2 separate regions of the Ovis aries genome follow, and region 1 is linked to region 2. A link is a contact called in public Hi-C data. All regions are on one chromosome and are shown on one strand. The core of a region is the stretch at or near the end of the contact, and the rest is flanking DNA. Distances in the headings are between cores, read along the strand shown. Region 1 has its middle 82 kb from the start of YWHAZ. Region 2 has its middle 86 kb from the start of ZNF706.

What was found. A called contact is a pair of places that touch in the nucleus more often than the background predicts.
Region 1: a Hi-C map of hypothalamus shows a contact between it and region 2, with 6 times the contacts expected there. The contact joins two enhancer-like sites. A contact is called at or near these places in 8 of 16 Hi-C or Micro-C datasets (blood, hypothalamus, liver and 4 more).

Annotation. Positions count from the first base shown.
Region 1 is chr9:76,426,872-76,432,424 of ARS-UI_Ramb_v3.0, reverse strand. No RefSeq gene overlaps it. Among named protein-coding and RNA genes, the nearest start is that of YWHAZ, 82 kb to the right of the region's middle. Within about 2 kb of position 2,159, at least 9 of the 54 cell types and tissues checked have an H3K27ac peak or open chromatin away from gene starts, as enhancers often do. A contact at or near this core is called in hypothalamus, where this site is marked.
Region 2 is chr9:76,014,773-76,020,423 of ARS-UI_Ramb_v3.0, reverse strand. No RefSeq gene overlaps it. Among named protein-coding and RNA genes, the nearest start is that of ZNF706, 86 kb to the left of the region's middle. Within about 2 kb of position 1,648, at least 8 of the 54 cell types and tissues checked have an H3K27ac peak or open chromatin away from gene starts, as enhancers often do. A contact at or near this core is called in hypothalamus, where this site is marked.

The DNA.
Region 1 (5,553 bases), core at 910-3,409, 410 kb before region 2:
CCATTGGTTCCTGTCCTTCTCCAGCTGGTGATGTTGTTCGTGGTGCTTTTAGTTACGCAACAAAAGCTATGAATACTCACCCAGAAAACTGGACAAGCTTACATTTCATAGACTTTATGCTACCAGAGCTGCTCTAGATCTTTGCTCAAAACCTGCAACCCCACCTTTAGCAGGAATTAACATAAATCTTAAGTTAAAGGGTCCAGATATTAGAAAGGAAGCTACAACAAAACAATAATGAGATGGAGACTTTCTTAGCAGTCCAGTGGTTAAGACTCTGTGCTTCCAAAACAGGGGACGCACAGGGTTCCCCAATACCTGGTTGGTGAACTAAGATCCTGCGTGCTACATGGTGCGGCAGAGAAAAAAAAAAAAAAAAGAAAAGAAAGAAAGAAACCAACTGGAACTAGCCAGGACTAAGATGGCAGGAATCTAACCTTCAACAGATGCTGAGTCTCATTATATGCTTCATTCATTTTACTTCATTAGTAAATAAATGGCACACCTATTAGTGACCAGGACTAACAGTAAGGACCAAAAGGGATAAAAAGAGGATGACATCCACTGCCTGGGAAGAAGCCTGGTCCCTTTCCCAGTAGACTAATGCACCTGCCTCCCCATCACTAGCCTCATTCCTCCTCCCTTTGTCTTTTTTCAGATGGGCAAGAAGTTGAGCTGTAAACTTAGTTCCTGCTTCTCCTTTCTTTGGCCACAGAATAAAGCTTGTACTGCCTCAATCTTGGTTATTAGCCTACTTAAACCTAAGGCAGAGAGCCTTGGTCAGCCTAGGGCCTGAGCAGGGGCCATAGGATTTAATTCAGTAACATCTACACAGAGTCATAGTGAGATCTGTGACAAGTTATAATTTTGCATCCCCTTCAAATCAATTTTAAACAAATATTTATTTAATATTTATTAGCAGTAGCAAAGAGAAATGAATTTTATATTAATAAAAGTACTGCTCCTCTTTGTGCTTGAGTTTAGAATTTACTCATACACATGCAGTTTTCTGAACTTCTTATATTCCCTTGAAAGTTAGTGAAATGACTTCTGATAGCCAGCACAACTCTGTGATTTATTCTACCAACTGCAAATGTCTGCTGATTGGTCACCATGCAAAAACACTCAACAGAAAGAACCCCAGTGAGGAATATTCTGTTTTTTCTCTGGAGTCGAAGACAAAGGGCAGTTGAAATGTTTCCAGTCAGGCAAGTCTTGCCTGTGGAAACAGGAACCATCTTTCCGAACCCTCCAGTTCCACTTTGGGGCACGTGATAGATGAATAACACATCAGTACCTGCTGACCTACTCACCTCGTTGTCCATATTTGGGTTCAGGGCCCAGGTTAAGACACGTGGACCAGACAGTCTGCGTTTAAAACACCAAGAAGGTCATTAGTAGATCTTTGCAGGCACGAATACCTCGCCCTTCACCTGAAGTTCATTGTGATGGGAAAATGAAGAGAGGTCAGGAGACTCGGAATTCTGAAAGCCAAAGAGAGAGAAACAATTAGGCGTCCACGGAAGCTCTGAGAGGGACACGAGTCAAGTGGGGCTGCACTGCGCCTCCATAATTGTCTGCAAAGCTGACATCTTTGACAGGTCTGAGCGGCTCCCAGCTGCCAGCCCGGCCCCTGACTCTGGTTCTCAGTACTGGGTCCGGTCAGAGGCCCTTTAAGGCCAAAGTGGGAGAGGCCGAGGGGATTGTGAAGTACAGTATTCTCACCTCAGCTGTATTGGGGTGGCAGTGTCAGGGGCACCGGAAGTAACTCTTAGACTTCCGGCCGGCCAGACTCCATTTCCGGCCTGCAGAGGCAGGCCGCGGGTCCGCCGGCTGGCAGAGCAGGGGGACTTTTCGAGTCAGTTTTCAGAGCCAGGAATCCACGGGTGTAATGTCATGATTTGGTTCATCCCCAAAACACAGGGTGGTGCTTGTCAGCAAGTCTGCACCACAGAGGACGCTTTGTGTAGGTGACTGGCTCAACTGAGGGCCTGGGCCTCCCTGGCGGCTTTAGCTGATGCTGTGCAACTCCGTGCTGGGAGCCAGCGGGCAGGAAAGGCTGGCCTCCAGGCTGCTCCCCCGTCCCACCCCTGCTAAGCCCTGGCTGGGTTGGCAGCAGCGGTTTAGCAGTGCGTATTGGAAGGGCATCTTGCCTCAGAGGACAATGTGGTGTTCTGCAGAGGTGGTTCTCCAAGCGGGGTCCTCCTGGCAGAGGTAGCTGCAGCGACTGAGAACTTGTAAGAAATGCGCAGTCGCAGGCCTCGGATGCTCTGAGGGCGGGGCTGGTAGCCTAAACCCTCCAGGGGATTCTGCTGTGCACTCGTTTGAGGATCAATGCGTCACGCGCTAACCTGCCTTCTCACACCCACTGTAGGGGATCGGGGGAGGTGGGGTGTAGCTGCTGAGCAGACAAGGGTCCAGCCAACCAGTTCCAATATCCATTCCAGCATCTACCCCTGAATTTAGGCTTGGATATAAGCATGGGGAAGCCAGGCTGGAGGCTTCTCTGTGACCTCCTGCACTGCCCACAGCAGCTGCAGGTAGGCCCCGGGAGTGAAGGTTTTGATCCCTGGGAGAGGTCTGGTCCCTGGCTCCTGAGCGGAGCTGAGGGGGCCAAGTGACCCCACACTCAGCCTTCGCCCTTGGGGGCACCAGGGTTCTGTACACATGGGTGAGGAGCTTCAGAGCAGGAGACCAGGGTTATAAAATGTTGGAAACCAAGGTTGCTACCCCCATCCCTTCTAATGACCTACTTGGTGGTGGTGGTGGTGGTTTAGTCGCTAAGTTGTGTTCGATTCCTGCGACCCCATAGACTGTAGCCCGCCATGCTCTTCTGTCCTTAAGATTTCCCAGGCAAGAATACTGGAGTGGGTTGCCATTTCCTCCTCCAGGGGATCTTCCAACCCAGTGATCAAACCCTCCTCTCCTGTATTTCAGGACTTTTTACTGCTGAGCCACCAGGCAAAAGGCATGGGGAGGTAGCTTGCCATTTTGTGTGGGATTCAGATTCCTTGTTGAAGACCAGGCTGTGCCTAAACATAGAGGCACCCCATGCTTTCTCCTCCGTGCCAGGGGAATAGCACCCATGGCAAAGCGGGCTCTGTTAGCTCACGTTCCTGCCTCCCAGAGAGAGGCTCAGGAAGCAGAGGCATCTCTGGGGCTACCCCAGCCCAGGGATCTCAGTCCTGGGAGCCTGGAGCCTGCAGAGAGACAGGAGTGGCCTTGAAGTTGCCTCCGGAGAGCCCACCTCATCCTTCTGCTGGCATTGCCTGCACTCGAGAGGTGAGGGCACAGGAATCAAGAGAGGACAAAATGCAGATTCTTTGAGCAGTCTATTTCATTTTGACCCTCTATTTACTGGAACATACATTCCTTAGTGTACATACACACAGAATTCAACAAATTTGTGGGAGAGTCCAAAAAAAAGCACAACCAATCAAATAACTCCCCACATAAAGCTCTACAGCTCACCACTTTTCACTTTTAAATATCTACTTGGCCAGGGCACAATGCTGCCTTTGCACTGTGGCATAGTGTGCAAACCCTGGAGTCGGACTTCCTGGGTTTATAGCCCAGCTCTCCCACTTACCTGGTGTCTGCCTTAGGCAGCTTACTTAGCCTTCCTATTTTCAGTTTCTCCCTCTGCAAAATGGGAATATTTATAACAATAGCTACTTGTAAGGAGCATTATAACAATTAAATGAGTTAATATACACTCAATGTTTAGCACAGTAACTGGCATATAGCTATATGTGTGCTATATGAATGTTAAGTAAGATTTCAAAGAAAGCTGTGGTGGCTTTGTGACTAACCTGCTTGGCTTGGCTGAACTACATTTCCCAGAATTCCCTTCCCTGTATATTTTGGTTGGGGTTGGCCACAAGAGAGATTGGAGTGATTTGAAGGGTGGAAGTGAAGTGGCCACCAATTTGTAGCTCAAATTATGTGTGCACTCATCTGATGAGCGGGCTTCCCTGGTGGCTCAGAAGTTAAAGCATCTGCCTGCAATGTGGGAGACCTGGGTTCGATCCATGGGTCGGGAAGATCGCCTGGAGAAGGAAATGGCAACCCACTGCAGTATTCTGGCCTGGAGAGTCCCATGGATGGAAGAGCCTGGTGGGCTACAGTCCACGGGGTCACAGAGTCGACACGACTGAGTGACTTCACTTTCACTTTCATCTGATCAGCAGCTCCTGCTCCACTTTGAGCCTCTCTAGCTCCTGGGGGCCAGGTGTATGTTTGGCAGACACCCACATCACAGCAAAGGGTCAAGGGGACAAAAACAGGCACTGGTGTCACTCTGTCTCCCTGTGGGGCTTAACTCGTGCTTGTGGTTCCACCTTGTCTCTGCTCTTGCCACTTCACCCGCATCTTCCCATCCCATCTGCCTGCCCGCAGGACTTCAAGCTGATTCATGAGTTCCAGAAACAGTGAACATGGAAAATAAGAGTGGAAAGTCATCAAATAACAGAAAATAATTTTCTCAAGCTGAAGGGCATAGATGTTCAGAGTAAAATATTTATAATATTAATATTTATTTGTACTTATGCAAATATACATATGTAGCATATACAAATGTATAATAAAGATTACATTTGTAATAAATATTTAATGTATAATATACAAGCATATTTATAATATACAAGTAATATACAATTGAAAAGAAAGTACCAAAAAATAAGAGAAAAGAAATAAAGGAAAGAAAAGAAAGGAAAAAAATAACAACTCAGAGAAAGCAGATCTTAATAGCAACAAACATCTGAAAAGATGCCCAAAACTCACCAGGGATATGCAGATTAAAGTAATTTTATATCCACCACACTGGAAAAAATGAAAATAGCTGGAACACCTTTGATGGCAGTGATGCAGAGAAACTGGGCTTCCCTCATAGCTCAGTCAGTAAAGAATCTCCCTGAAATGCAGGAGACCCAGGTTCAATTCCTGGGTCAGGAAGATCCACTGGAGAAGGAAATGACAACCTACTCCAGTATTCTTCCCTGGAGAACCCCATGGACAGAGGAGGCTGGCAGGCTACAGTTCATGGGGTGGCAAGAGTCAGACACGACTGGGTGACTGAACCATGCAGAGCAAAAGGAACTCTCTTGCGTTGTTTGTGGAATGGCGAATGGTTACAGGCATTTTGGAAAGCAATCTGACAACATCCATTACCATTTAAAAAAAAAAGCTTTAACTCAGCAATTTCATTCCTGTGAATCTACCCTATAGAAGCTAAAGCACCCTAGGCTAATGTCCAAGGATGTTTATAGCCACATTATTTGTAATAGAGAAAACCTTGGGAGGCTGGGAGGTGAGAATGGATGAAGCAGAACAAATCCTGGGACATCACTTCACAGGCCAGCCCCTGGGAGCTTGCACCTACCCTTCCTCTAGGCTGCGCCCACATCTCTCCATTCCTCTATTCCACCCCGGCAGACACGGAGGCACAGGTAACTAACTTCTCCAGTTTCTCCCCGTGGCCAGAGGTGGTGGCCTCTCTGCTGCCCTGAGCCCTTTCCTTTGTTGGTGTGACAGGAAGGAGGATGCATAATCTTG
Region 2 (5,651 bases), core at 399-2,898:
GGGGGAGAGTCACTCCCAGTCAGCATTTCAAAGAAGGGGGAGGACAATGTCCAGCTTGTCTGAAAGAGAAACAAGGAGATGCTCATGGGCAGCCAAGCATTCTCTGTCCCCCGCTCCCTGTCAGGCGCCCATGGAGATGGCCCATCTGTGTCCCCACGAAGGCAGAGGTTGGGTTAGCAGCTGAGGGCTGGAATCCCTCAGGCTCCCCTGTGACCACTCATGACGTCCCAGATCTAATCTGAAGACCCCACCCCCTTAAAGATCCTTTGATGAGTTCCAGAGGAGAAGGGGAGAGGCAGGCAGCTGAGGCTCAAGGTCAGAAGAGAAGCAGCTCAAGGGGGTCACCCTGGGGAGAAAAAGGGTGCTCCTTACACTAAGACATAGAAATGGGAGGACAGCCCCTACTTCTGGGCAGGCCGCTCCAGTGACCCCATGCAGGGGCAGGATGGGGCAGTGGTCATGCTTCCCCTGATCCTCAGAGAAGCGGGGCGGTTCACCAGCCCTCCACCAAGTGTCTCCTGGCTGGCTCAGTGGGTTCTGCTGCCCAACTTGCCTGGGTTCCGGGTAGCAGCCTGGGACAGGGCATCCATCAGCACCAGAAAGAATCCTGCACCTAAAGAATTCATTTAGCTTTGGGATAATTCCCTACCAAGGGGCATGCTTTTTTGCTTAGCCCCCAGTGCCCGGACCCCACCCTGACCAGTTAAGTCAGCAGGCTCTGGGTGGGCCCAGGCTCCAGTGTGGTTAAGGTGTCCCAGATGATTTCAAGGTGCGCCTGAGGCTGGAGCCACCTACTTAGAATCATTCAGGCCTCTGCTCACGGGTCGCCTCCCCAGAAAGGCTCTCAGACCTGCCTGCTGAAAGAGCCGGCTTCGTTTTCCTTCTGAGCACATGTTAGAAACAGCCATTACATGACAGTTATCATTGTTTTTACTGGACTTCATCTAATCATCTGTTTCGCTCAGCTCTCTCTCCCCAGCTCTGAGAATTGTGCCAGGCACATGGGAAGCACCACTGAGCTGTTGCTGAGAATGAATTCCTCAGTGGGAGGCAGTTTCATGCATTTATGATCTACGCCCAGGCTTGTGGTCGATGCATAATGTCTTGTAGATTGCAGGGGAGAATGAATCAGAGTGGAGACTGGTCCTAACTCCAGGCTTTGGGGGGTCACACTCTTCTGTTTGAGGGTTGGTGTTGAGTTGCTGATTAGTCTCTAAGTGGTGTCCCACTTTTGTGATCCCATGGACTGTAGCCCACCAGGCTCCTCTGTCCATGGGATTCTCCAGGCAAGAATGCTAGAGTGGGTTGCCATTCCCTTCTCCAGGGCATCTTCCTGACCCAGGGATGGAACCCAGGTCTCCCGCATTGCTGGCAGATTCTTCACCGCCTGAGACCCCAGGAATGGGCTCCCAAGTGGCGCTGGTGTCAAGAACCCGCCTGCCAATGTAGGAGACGTTAGAGACACGGATTCGATCTCTGGGTCGGGAAGATCCCGTGGAGGCGGGCATGGCAACCCACTCCAGTATTCTTGCCTGGAGAATCCCATGGACAGAGGAGCCTGGTGATCTACAGTCCGTAGAGTCGCAAAGAGCCGGCCAAGACCGAAGCGATTTAGCGGGCAGCGAGCACGTTGCTCTACAGAGCGTGGTGCACAGCGCCATCTGCTGGATAAAGTGTAGAACTGGGCTTATTTTTCTAAGCCGGGAGGGTTACTTCCAAGCAGCTCTTCTCGGGAAAGAGCCGCAGGCAATCCTCATCCTGGACAGGTTCGCTAGTTTGGTTGCAAGCCATTGTGGATGTGAGTGTGAGTGTGTGAGTATACTGTGTGAGTGAGTGTGTATGAGTGTGTGAGTATACTGTGTGTGTGTATACTGTGTGTGTGTGTATCAATGTGTGTGAGTATACTGTGTATGTGTGTCTGAGTGTGTCTGTGTTTATGTAGATGGAGACAGTGATTGAGATTTTTTACCTAATGCCCAAAAGCAAAGCCACAAACCCCCCTATTCTTTAGGATTGATCCAGGCAATGAAGAATCTCCGGCTGTGCCAGAAAAATACAGACTTAAAAAATCATCAAATAATTCTAAAAACTAAAAAATGCCAAGCCTTGAACTCTGTGGGAGGCACCGCACTCTCTCTGTCTCTCTCAACATTTATTGCTCTGAGGCCAGACTGAGGTGACCACATAAAGGCTTATTTTCGGTCTTTGATCAGTTTCCTAGAGCTCAAATGACACAGGACCCAGCTGTGAGAAGAGCTATTCCAAGTATTTAAGTGGGTTTCCAAATGCTTACCTTATGTTCGTTAAATTTTAGACTGCTTTGGTTTTTTTTTTTTTATACTGTAACCTGATCTTTAGAATGGAACCTCCATAAAAATGGAAACTCCACAATCTCTGTATCTCACTCTCTCTCTTATACACACACGCAGGGTTTAATATATGGAGACAATTTTCTTAGATCCTTACAATAACTTTTTTTTTGGTTGCACTGGGTCGTGGTTGCTTCAGTCAGGCTTTCTCTGGCTGCGGCGAGCGGGGGCTACTCTTCCTTGTGGTGCCCAGGTTTCTGATCGCAGCAGCGTCTCTTGTTGCCAAGCACAGGCTCTAGGCACACAGGCTCCAGTAGCTGCAGCACGTGGGCTCAGTAGTTGAGGCCCACGGGCTTAGTGGCTCCGAGGCGTGCGGAATCTCAGACCAGGGAGTGAACCCATGTCCCCGGCACTGGCAGGCGGATTCTCCTCCGCTGTGCCACCAGGGAAGTCCTAGACCCTTACACGAGTATTGTTTCCTCCTTCAAATGGAAAACACTGGACGAGGCTAGAAATAATCCCTGGGACAACTGAGGGAGATTCAACCCAGAGGGGAGAAAACAGATTTAACAGAAACTTCAGATGAAGAGCAGGCCTCGATTAGGTAGAAATAGGGCTGAAAGGCGCGAGGCTAGTTACACCATTGGGGCGCCCGCTTTGCGGGGTTCTGTTTAGGAGACATCGGCTACGTGTGTTAGCAAATGTCTTGTGACAGAGTTCTGAGTTCTATCAAGAGTCGTTGCCCTGAATGTGGGCGCCCACTGTTCTCCAAAGTACGGAGGTGGCGCCACCAGTACCAAAGTAAGCTGATAAAGTGGCAGGAGGAGCTAAGTTAGACATCAGGAAAACGTCTTACTAGCATCACTCCCTAACCAGTGAGGTAGTAGATTCTAGACCAAGTCGTGGAGCGGAGCTGTGAAATACAATTTTCTGTGGTTCTTAGGAGTTGGAGGCGATAAAAAATTAAGTAAACTCTGCAGTCATTTAGCCAGAGAAGGAAATGGCAACCCACTTCAGTGTTCTTGCCTGGAGAATCCCAGGGATGGGGGAGCCTGGTGGGCTGCCGTCTATGGGGTCGCACAGAGTCAGACATGACTGAAGCGACTTGGCAGCAGCAGCAGCAGTCATTTAGCAAATATTTAAGGAGTACCTGGTGTCTGTCAGGCCCAGTCCTGGTCTTTGGGGGCATGCAAGCTTGTCCTGGACTAGTCCTGCCCCCTTGGGGGTGAGGGTGGGCAGGGTAGTGAGGAATGATGCAAATAAGTGTTAAACAAACGCCTCAGGAGAGTGACCAGCTTATCCTTGACTTGAGCCTGGAAGGACAGCTGGGAGCAAGGCGGGGCAGGTGCAGACAGGCCAAGGCGACGCTGAGATTGAAGACCCAGGCCTAGGAATACACAAGTCAGCTTGAAAGGATGGTTGGTGGGTCATTTGGGCTGGAGAAGAGCTGTGTGGCAGAAGGCGGTGATACATGAGTTGGGAAAGGTCGTTGTGCATGGCCTTGAAGGTCAAACTAAGGAATTTGAACTTTGTTCTGTGAGCAACGAGATATTTGTTCTGCCCTTCAAGTTACCAAGGGATGGTATGACCCACATGTTCTGAGTCTGTGTCTTATTCTGCTGCGTGTTGGGTCTCCCCAGGGTCCCCTCTGTGTCCTGGTACATCTGACGACAGGCGCAGGGGAGCTGACCGGGACCTCCTTCAGTAGACTCGGCCGCTGGGACACAGGAAGAGGCGTGGTCCGCCAAGCACGCCTGAAACCAGCTCAGAAGGCATAACCTAATCAGCACTGCATGAAAGCGTCATAAACCGATTTCTACTTTATTATGTTTGTAAATTATAATCTTACCCAGATAATAGATCTGCTAACCTAGAGACTGAGAGATCTACAAACCTCTGACTATTTTTCTAGGTGGAATACCTTCCTTTGGTATTTTGGGAAAGGCTACCCTCTCCAGTATTCTGGCCTGGAGAATTCCATGGACTATAAGTCCATGGGGTAGCAGAGTTGGACACGACTGAGCGACTTTCACATTCAACATTCAAAATTATCTTCCTTATTTGAGATTTCTACCTATTGTATCGGCTCCCTCTGATAGACCTGGTGCTTTTTGGAGACATTTGAAAAACTGAAGTCATTTCAGTGTTTCTGGGATAAGAGTAACAAAGTGGTTAAAGCTGGGCTTTGGAGTCAGACTTCCTGTGTTCACAGGACTTCCCTGGTGGTTCAGTGGTAAAGAATTTGTCTGGAATGCAGGAGATCCAAGTTTGATCTCTGGGTCAGAAAGATCCCCTGAAGAAGGGAATGGCTACCCACTCCAGTATTCTGGCCTGGAGAATCTCATGGACAGAGGAGCCTGGTGGGCTACAGTCCATGGTGTTGCAAAGAGTTGGACACGACTGAGTGACTAACACTTCCTGTGTTCACATCTTAAAAAAACCATATTGTGGGCATATTGCTTATGCTCTCTAGGTCTAGGTTATCTCATGTGCAAAATGGGCATAATAATGGTTGCTGCTGCTGCTGCTGCTGCTAAGTCGCTTCAGTCGTGTCCGACCCTTAGCGACCACATAGATGGCAGCCCACCAGCCTCCACCATTCCTGGGATCCTCCAGGCAAGAACACTGGAGTGGGTTGCCATTTTCTTCTCCAATGCATGAAAGTGAAAAGTGGAAATGAAGTCACTCAGTCGTGTCCGACTCTTTGAGACCCCATGGACTGCAGCCTACCAGGCTCCTCTGCCCATCGGATTTTCCAGGCAAGAGGACTGGAGTGGGGTGCCATTGCCTTCTCCATAATAATGGTGTTACTACCTGAAAAGTGATAAACACGCATAAAGTGATTATAACATTACCTTACACAGAGTCAAAGCCCCATAAATGCTTTTTCCATGATTTTACTTCCTGTCCTTGGGTCAGCCTGTCTCTGTTAACGCTGTTCCTGGCTCTGAGCTGGCTTGGGGCTCTGGTTCTTGTCACAAAGCCCTCTCCTGCCAGCCTCCTGCACCTCCTAGACCTCAGGTCCCACCTCTTCCTTTATAGTCCTCACTTGGTGTTACCAAACTCTGCTTCCCTAGACACGTGCGCTCCTCCATACTGCCATGCATTTGCACGTGTCTTCAGGACTTTTAAGTCTCCTCTCTGTCCTTCCAATACAGCAGAGGCCATCTTCCCCATGGGCAGGGCTGTCCACATCACCCTTCATCACGGCACACTGCACCACACTGCCCCAAACCTCAGGCAGGGTGGGTGTGTCATCTGCGGCAACAGCCTGGGCTTCACTCCTATTCCTATCACTGCATCCATTGCACTGATGGGGAAGTACATCTTTACACACCCGTC